Linked DNA regions of Mus musculus: region 1 is linked to region 2. Evidence: chromatin contacts called from public HiChIP or PLAC-seq data. All regions are on one chromosome and are shown on one strand. The core of a region is the stretch at or near the end of the contact, and the rest is flanking DNA. Distances in the headings are between cores, read along the strand shown.

Region 1 (3,073 bases), core at 111-2,610, 140 kb before region 2:
GCCTTTAGGTTCTGTGATGGTATATCTGAGGGGCCAGGGCAGGTCTTTTGCCCCACTGCTCAAACATACTGAGACAAGTGTTACCTTAGTGGATTTCTTTGAACCCACATGGCCTGCCTTGAAGAACAGGTAGATGAATGATATGCTAACATAGACATCATTTAAACTATGCAGATGTTAGTTTGAAAGCTACCATATCAAAACTTTGGTTTGAGCATACATCAAATCCCTCCCTGCTGGTCTCTTTTCTGACAACTCTTTCAGATTAAGTCAGTGGCAAAACAGACCCCTTATTTCCTGAAGGTCACAGAACAGGCAGACTCAATAGGGACAGATCTATTTCTGCATTCATGGGTGGCTCGTTCTCCTTTAAGAGTTTCTAGCATATCCCAGATGCTTTAAAAAAAAAAATGCTGGTAGAAATTTTTTTTTTCCATTTTTTATTAGGTATTTAGCTCATTTACATTTCCAATGCTATACCAAAAGTCCCCCTTACCCACCCACCCCCACTCCCCTACCCACCCACTCCCCCCCTTTGGTCCTGGCGTTCCCCTGTACCGGGGCACACAAAGTCTGCGTGTCCAATGGGCCTCTCTTTCCAGTGATGGCCGACTAGGCCATCTTTTGATACTATTATTGTTATTATTAACTAGTTTACTTTGGGTGCATAGTTATTATTTATTCAATAGTTCTAGTATGAATTATTTTAAAAATTAGGCATTTCTTGGGTTATTGATCTTAGTGAGTCATAGTCTTGGACTTCAGCATTGTAATTGATACCCAGATAATTTAAGCCTTATTTCTATATTCCCAACTAAAGGAAAGTTTCAGTTTCATGATAGTGTTCTTGGGATTAAGTATGGTCTTTGTATAATCAAAAAGTTATCCTTAATAATTATTTGTTCAGGAAGTATTATTATTAGTGATAATTATCTACATTTTTCAGTATTTCTGTTTTAAAATTCAATATAGCAAATAAAATTGGAAATATGTCATCTGAATGTGTATATAACTATCAAACAGGTGTATGTATTATATTCAACAATTACCCACTTACTACCTGAAGGAGGGTGATTAGTAAGCCCTCGAAGGATGCTTTTGTTCAAAGTCCAACTCTAAATACTATTTATAAGCTATGTGTTCAAATTATATAGCATATTATGTGGTATTTCAATATTAAATATTGGTTCAATTTAGCTTGGTGACACAAGATGTGAAACTTATAAAATTTAATTATAGTATAAAAGTCTAACTTGGATTTGAAAAAAAAAAAATGCCTCATGCCAGCCTGAGGAGCCAGCCTTCTGTGTTCTTGCTGTTCCCTCTTGCTCCTGGTCTTTTTGTGGGGGAGCTCTTATGCTTCACAAATGTGAACTACTGCTTTATCCACTGGGGATGTCACCCTTGCTTGCTTTTGTTGAAAGGACCTGCTTACGTTTGTGAGGCTTTCTATGTCTTTAATTTTCCTTTGAGTGGAGCAGAGGCGGTATGGATGAATGTGAAACTTTCTCAGAGCATCCCCCCCCCCATTATTCTTGATTTTGCTTTTCAAAGAATGGACTTTCTGTCACGATCACTATTTGTTGACACATTTGTTTTTCTCAAAGTCTCAAAATGCCATGAGGAGATGAACCTTTTTGAGTTTACCCCTCCATATTCCCTGAAGCCAAAGTGAAATGCAGGCTGCTTCCATGAGTTTGGCTTTATACAACCTTGTATTTGCCTAGAAAACCTCTGTCTGATCTCTCCTTTGATTGTGTAATTAGACTGATAACTACACCTTTTCCAGTTTTTAGCAACTTTTAAGTTTCCAGGACATCGCAGGAGTCTACGATTGTACTTCTTCTCTGCCTCTTAGAAGGTCAAATGAGTTAAGAAAAGAATTGGCATTTTGACTAGCTTTCTCTCCTAAGAAGAAAATTTAGGTGCAAGCATCGTGGCAGAATGAAACCAGAGAGTTCTGAGGACAGTGCCTCCAATCGAAGCTCTAGTGCTGGTGACAGGATTGCTGGAAAAAGATTAAGATCTCTCATTGGTTAAAGATTAGACTGTTTAGCGGTGACTACTGAGTGACTTAGAGGACTTCAAACCGTCTCTTCACAGGAAGTTCCTCTCCTCAGATGAATATGATGTTTCAGGAGGGCGATAAAGGAAGTTTGCTTTTTGATCGTTTTATCCGCTAAGTTAAACATTTATTTGCACCTCCAGGGATAAAGGCATAGTAGTCTGATTAGGAGAAATCCCTAACGGGAAAGGGAATTAACCTTGGGCAGTTGGCACACCATGTTCTTATTTCGAAGGTTGTATGTTTCCAGGACAAAACGAGTTTCTCTTGTAATTTCTGTGCCGCATTAAAATATTATAAAGGCTTCAATAGAGGTACAGTAGGAGACAGGCCTGGGACCTGGAGTAGTTGGAACAAACCTCCTCTAACGCTTCTCCATTAGCTAGGTTTAGAATTGACCATCTTCTTAGTACTGTGATATTCTCTTCCAAAGGCGAGTACTTAGCATTTCCTCTCCCCATAAGCGATTCCTAAAGGACGAGTGGTCTAAAAACTGCCATAAGAGTAAACCAAAGCCACAAAAAGTTATAGCACTGACAATATATCAGAGCCCACATACATAGTCTCTCTTATAGTCTGTCTGCCTCTATTTCCTATACCCTCCCTTGGCAGGTATCCCATCTCTCTGGCATTGCTAACTTCTTGGGGTGTCAGGTGACACTGTCTCTACTCTCACAGTTTCCTGTATTACCCTTTCAGGGACTGGTCTTGCCATGCACTGCCTGCCCCAGCATCTTGCTCGCTCTCCCCCTGCCCCCCCCCTGTCTGCACTTCTTTGAGATCTTGGTGGAAGTTTTCATGATCTCATTTAACTCTTGCTTCTGTATGTCTCTAAAACTGTCCCATGTACAATGCCATGGTCTGCCACCAGCAGAATAGCTAAGAACATTAGTCTGGACCAAACAGTTCCCCTAAGATGTCCTGTGTGAATAGCCTTAGGCCTTTCTCCTTAAAGTCTTTTGACTAAGTTTACACTTTTCCTCTCGTTGGACAGGTGATAGGGAGAGT
Region 2 (3,398 bases), core at 199-2,698:
GTCTCCTCTCTTGAGATAGGACTAAGAATGGAAGGGCAGGCAGTGGTGTGTTACTAAGCGAGTACATGTTTGTTTCTACAAAAGCAAAGACAGAGAAAATTATTTTAGTGAGGTTTTAGAGTTCTCAACAGGATAAATTCCTGTTTTAGCTATAAAAGTACTTCCTGCCTTGCTGAGAGCAGCCAGCCACCAACCAGCCAGGGGAGCTTGATGAAGCAGATAGCATCGTGTCTGTTGAGTAACAGGGGCAGCAGTATGTGCTTGTGGTTGCTTTTGGAAAGGTTCTCAAAGTTCTTAGGGGGGCGGGAGGGGGGGAAGAATCTGTGGTTTTTCTAAGTTTGTTTCCTCTCCTGTAAGTTAGTGCTCAGGCCATGGGGTTGCTGTGAGAATTAAATGAGATGCCCTGTGGGGCCAAGAGGGGAGCACAGGCAAAGCCTTCACCATATGTTAGCGTCTGCAGTGTACTGCTTTTCCTTCCGCTGCCCCACAGATTTCCTAAAAGGAAGTCATCCTTGACTGTCCGGCAAGCACATCACAGGCTAGCCTAGGGATCTTGTACCTGTGATGCCAAGCCAGCATTGCAGATAGCTCTAGTTAAGTCAATGAAAAATGCATCTAAAAAAAGGATATACAGAACATATTATTCCCGTATCTTTCCAAATATTATTTAGGATGCTTTAGTGAAATTTTGAGAATTTTTGCCACCCTCCCTCAAAATACAAATGATCTAAGTTTCAATTTTACGAAGCGCGAAAAAGACAATCTATGGTGTAGCTCTAAAAGTAATATGAATAATTGATGACGATAGCTAAAAGCAAATTGCTTGCATACAGCATTACAGAAACACTTTCACCTAAAGCATGCTTGCTGCCTATCAGGTCTCCACATGTCTCCGGTACTATGACAGTTATTTGTTAACAATTAGTTACAACGGATGCTTAATGATGCTGGAAACACAATTTTCTAACCTCACATGATTTCCGATGAATGTAAAAGCTATTCCTAGACTCGTGCACTGGTGGGGAGATAATAGCAGGTAGCTTTCCTGTCCAGGATGGTAGAGATTCTTTCTAAACCATCAGTTTGCCAACACACTGCATCCCGAGGAGAGCGCTGAGCACACATGGTCCCCTTTGTTATACCTATATCATCACCTAACCAGTTCTAAGTTTGAGTTCTGACATCCCCATACCACTGCTCAAAGTAGAAGAAACCATGTGTCTTCCTCATTTGCATCTCTCTCACAAAACTTGATCTTGTTACACTCACAAAGCCCAAACCAGAGGAAATGTTACATTGTTGATCATTATGCTAAAAAGTATACTATCTACTTTGAAATCTTGTTCTAGGTTTTAATCTCATACTCACCCCTGTTTCTGGAGGGATGCTTCTCTTGACTGAGGAGGCTGGCAAATCTGCTTGTATCAAGAAGAGAAACCAGCAGTGTTGTGGGGACAGGAAATTGCGCTCGTATTTTGTCATAAGCCAATGAGGAAGCAGCCTTTTAATGAGAAGGCTTACTTTGTCTGAGTTCAAGGATCCTTCTGTACTTTTAAGCGATGTTTGGGTCATTTACTGTCATGTGATTTTCATAACCCATTCTTTTTGTATCTTAATTATAAATGAATACTTATATGTATGCCTATTTCATGCATATGTATGTGTCTGATGTATGCACACATGTGTATGCAGCTGTGTCACCAGTATGCACTCTTTTGGAAACCAGGAACCTGTCCTGTTTGCCTTTCTCTGCCTTATGCCTCTGCACAGGGCCTCTTACTGATCCTGGAACTGGACTGGTGGCTAGCAAGCTCCAGTGATCTTCCTGTCTCAGCTTGTCCACTGTGTTGGGGCTCTCAGCATCCGCATTAGTTATGCATAGCTTTTAACTTGAGCACTAGGATCTCAGCCCAGGTCCTCATACTGTGCAGCAAGCACTCTTCCCCAGATTTTCATCTCTACACCCTCTGAATTTGATGCTGTTCTTAACATTGCAACCATTCAATCCTTTACATCATCTTCATCCTGTTCCTGCATCTGCCGTTAGATTGACTGTGCAGGCATCTACACAGGTCCTGACTATTCCGTGGAAATGAGCATAGCCCCATGTAAGAGAGGGCTATATTCGCTGACACCCTGGATGCCCCAGAAGCAGAGGTAGACGGTTCTAGATGCTCATGAATGAGACAGGATGAGTAATCTGGGTGTGAGGATGGAGAGGCTACTGTGGACCACTGTGGGGTGAGCTGGTTCATGAAGAATAAAGCAGAAGAGGCAGAATGGGATTGGTGATTACTGTGGTTTAACAGCAAAACTAGGCGGGGATGTGAGTAGGTCAAGAGAGCCAACTTTGGGAGAACTTTTTTCTGTTCTTCTGGGGAACTAATACGATTGGATGTATAGTATTTGATTACAGAATCACTTTCTCTTCTAGTAATCCTCTGGGAATAGAAAACAGTGATTCCTAAAAGCAGCTGATGGGACTGGACCAGACAAATAGATAATCATGCAATGTGAAAATGTGTTTATGAGTGCTATAGATTATTATTTTAAAACGCTAATGCAGTACTTTAACAAAGTAAAACTATAAGTAGTTAAATCAAAGTGAAATTAGTTTCTAGAACATCCCACTTTTGAGAAAAGTTAGACATAATTTTTAAACTGTATTCCAATAAACTTTGATTAGAAATTAAGGCTAGGATATTATTTTATAAGTACGAAATCAATTGAGAGTGGAAAATTCTAACTTAATTTTAGGCTCTACTCAGGATATGCCAAGTCTGTGTTTGTAGATGGAAAAAAAAAGTGCTCTTATGATATACTTGAGACATTTCTTCCCGCAGTTAACTGTGGTATAGAAGAGGAATGTAAAGGCTTTTGAAAATTCCTTAGTATATCTTTATGAATCATAAAAATATGCCGGCTGTGGTGGCACACATCTTTAATCCCAGCATCTGGGAGGCAGGGGCAGATGGATCTCTGAGTTCAAGGCTAGCCTGGTCTATCCAGTGAGTTCCAGGATAGATAGAGTACACTCTGGCTCAAAAACAAGCAAGCAAGCAAGCAAGCAAGCAAGCAAAGAAACAAACAAACAAGCAGTAACGAAAAAAAAGAATGATAAAAATAATGAATTTGTGAAGTATTCAAGAATTTGTAAATAACAAGTAGTAACTGAAAATCTCAGGATATATTGTCATTGGGATGATGGAAAATTAAGGTAAAATGTACAAACAATAATGACCTGAGGCGTTAGGGCTTGGGGGTGGGGGGTCCGCTTAATACAGGGTTTCCCTTGCAACCATGGAGATTCGAGTTCGAGCTTCAGGAGCAAGGTCCAAACAGTCACGTGTGGTGGCATATGATCATGATCCTAGGCCTGGGAAGGCAGAGGCAGGCAA

What was found. HiChIP or PLAC-seq counts read pairs in DNA pulled down with a chosen protein or histone mark.
Region 1: an H3K4me3 HiChIP or PLAC-seq map of the SCID.adh cell line shows a contact between it and region 2, with 13 read pairs. The contact joins the enhancer-like site here to the promoter of Gpr65 in region 2. A contact is called at or near these places in 2 of 39 promoter capture datasets (embryonic stem cells and trophoblast stem cells), 3 of 484 Hi-C or Micro-C datasets (bone marrow-derived macrophages, cerebellum and nephron progenitors), 2 of 115 datasets of contacts at active chromatin or transcription factors (CD8 T cells and the SCID.adh cell line) and 1 of 9 other capture datasets (pancreatic islet).

Annotation. Positions count from the first base shown.
Region 1 is chr12:98,408,053-98,411,125 of GRCm38.p6, reverse strand. No RefSeq gene overlaps it. Among named protein-coding and RNA genes, the nearest start is that of Gm40893, 110 kb to the left of the region's middle. Within about 2 kb of position 1,360, at least 6 of the 459 cell types and tissues checked have an H3K27ac peak or open chromatin away from gene starts, as enhancers often do. A contact at or near this core is called in the SCID.adh cell line, where this site is marked.
Region 2 is chr12:98,266,685-98,270,082 of GRCm38.p6, reverse strand. It overlaps Gpr65 (G-protein coupled receptor 65), which reads right to left and starts at 1,448. Exons shown (of 2, transcript NM_008152.3): 1 at 1,369-1,448.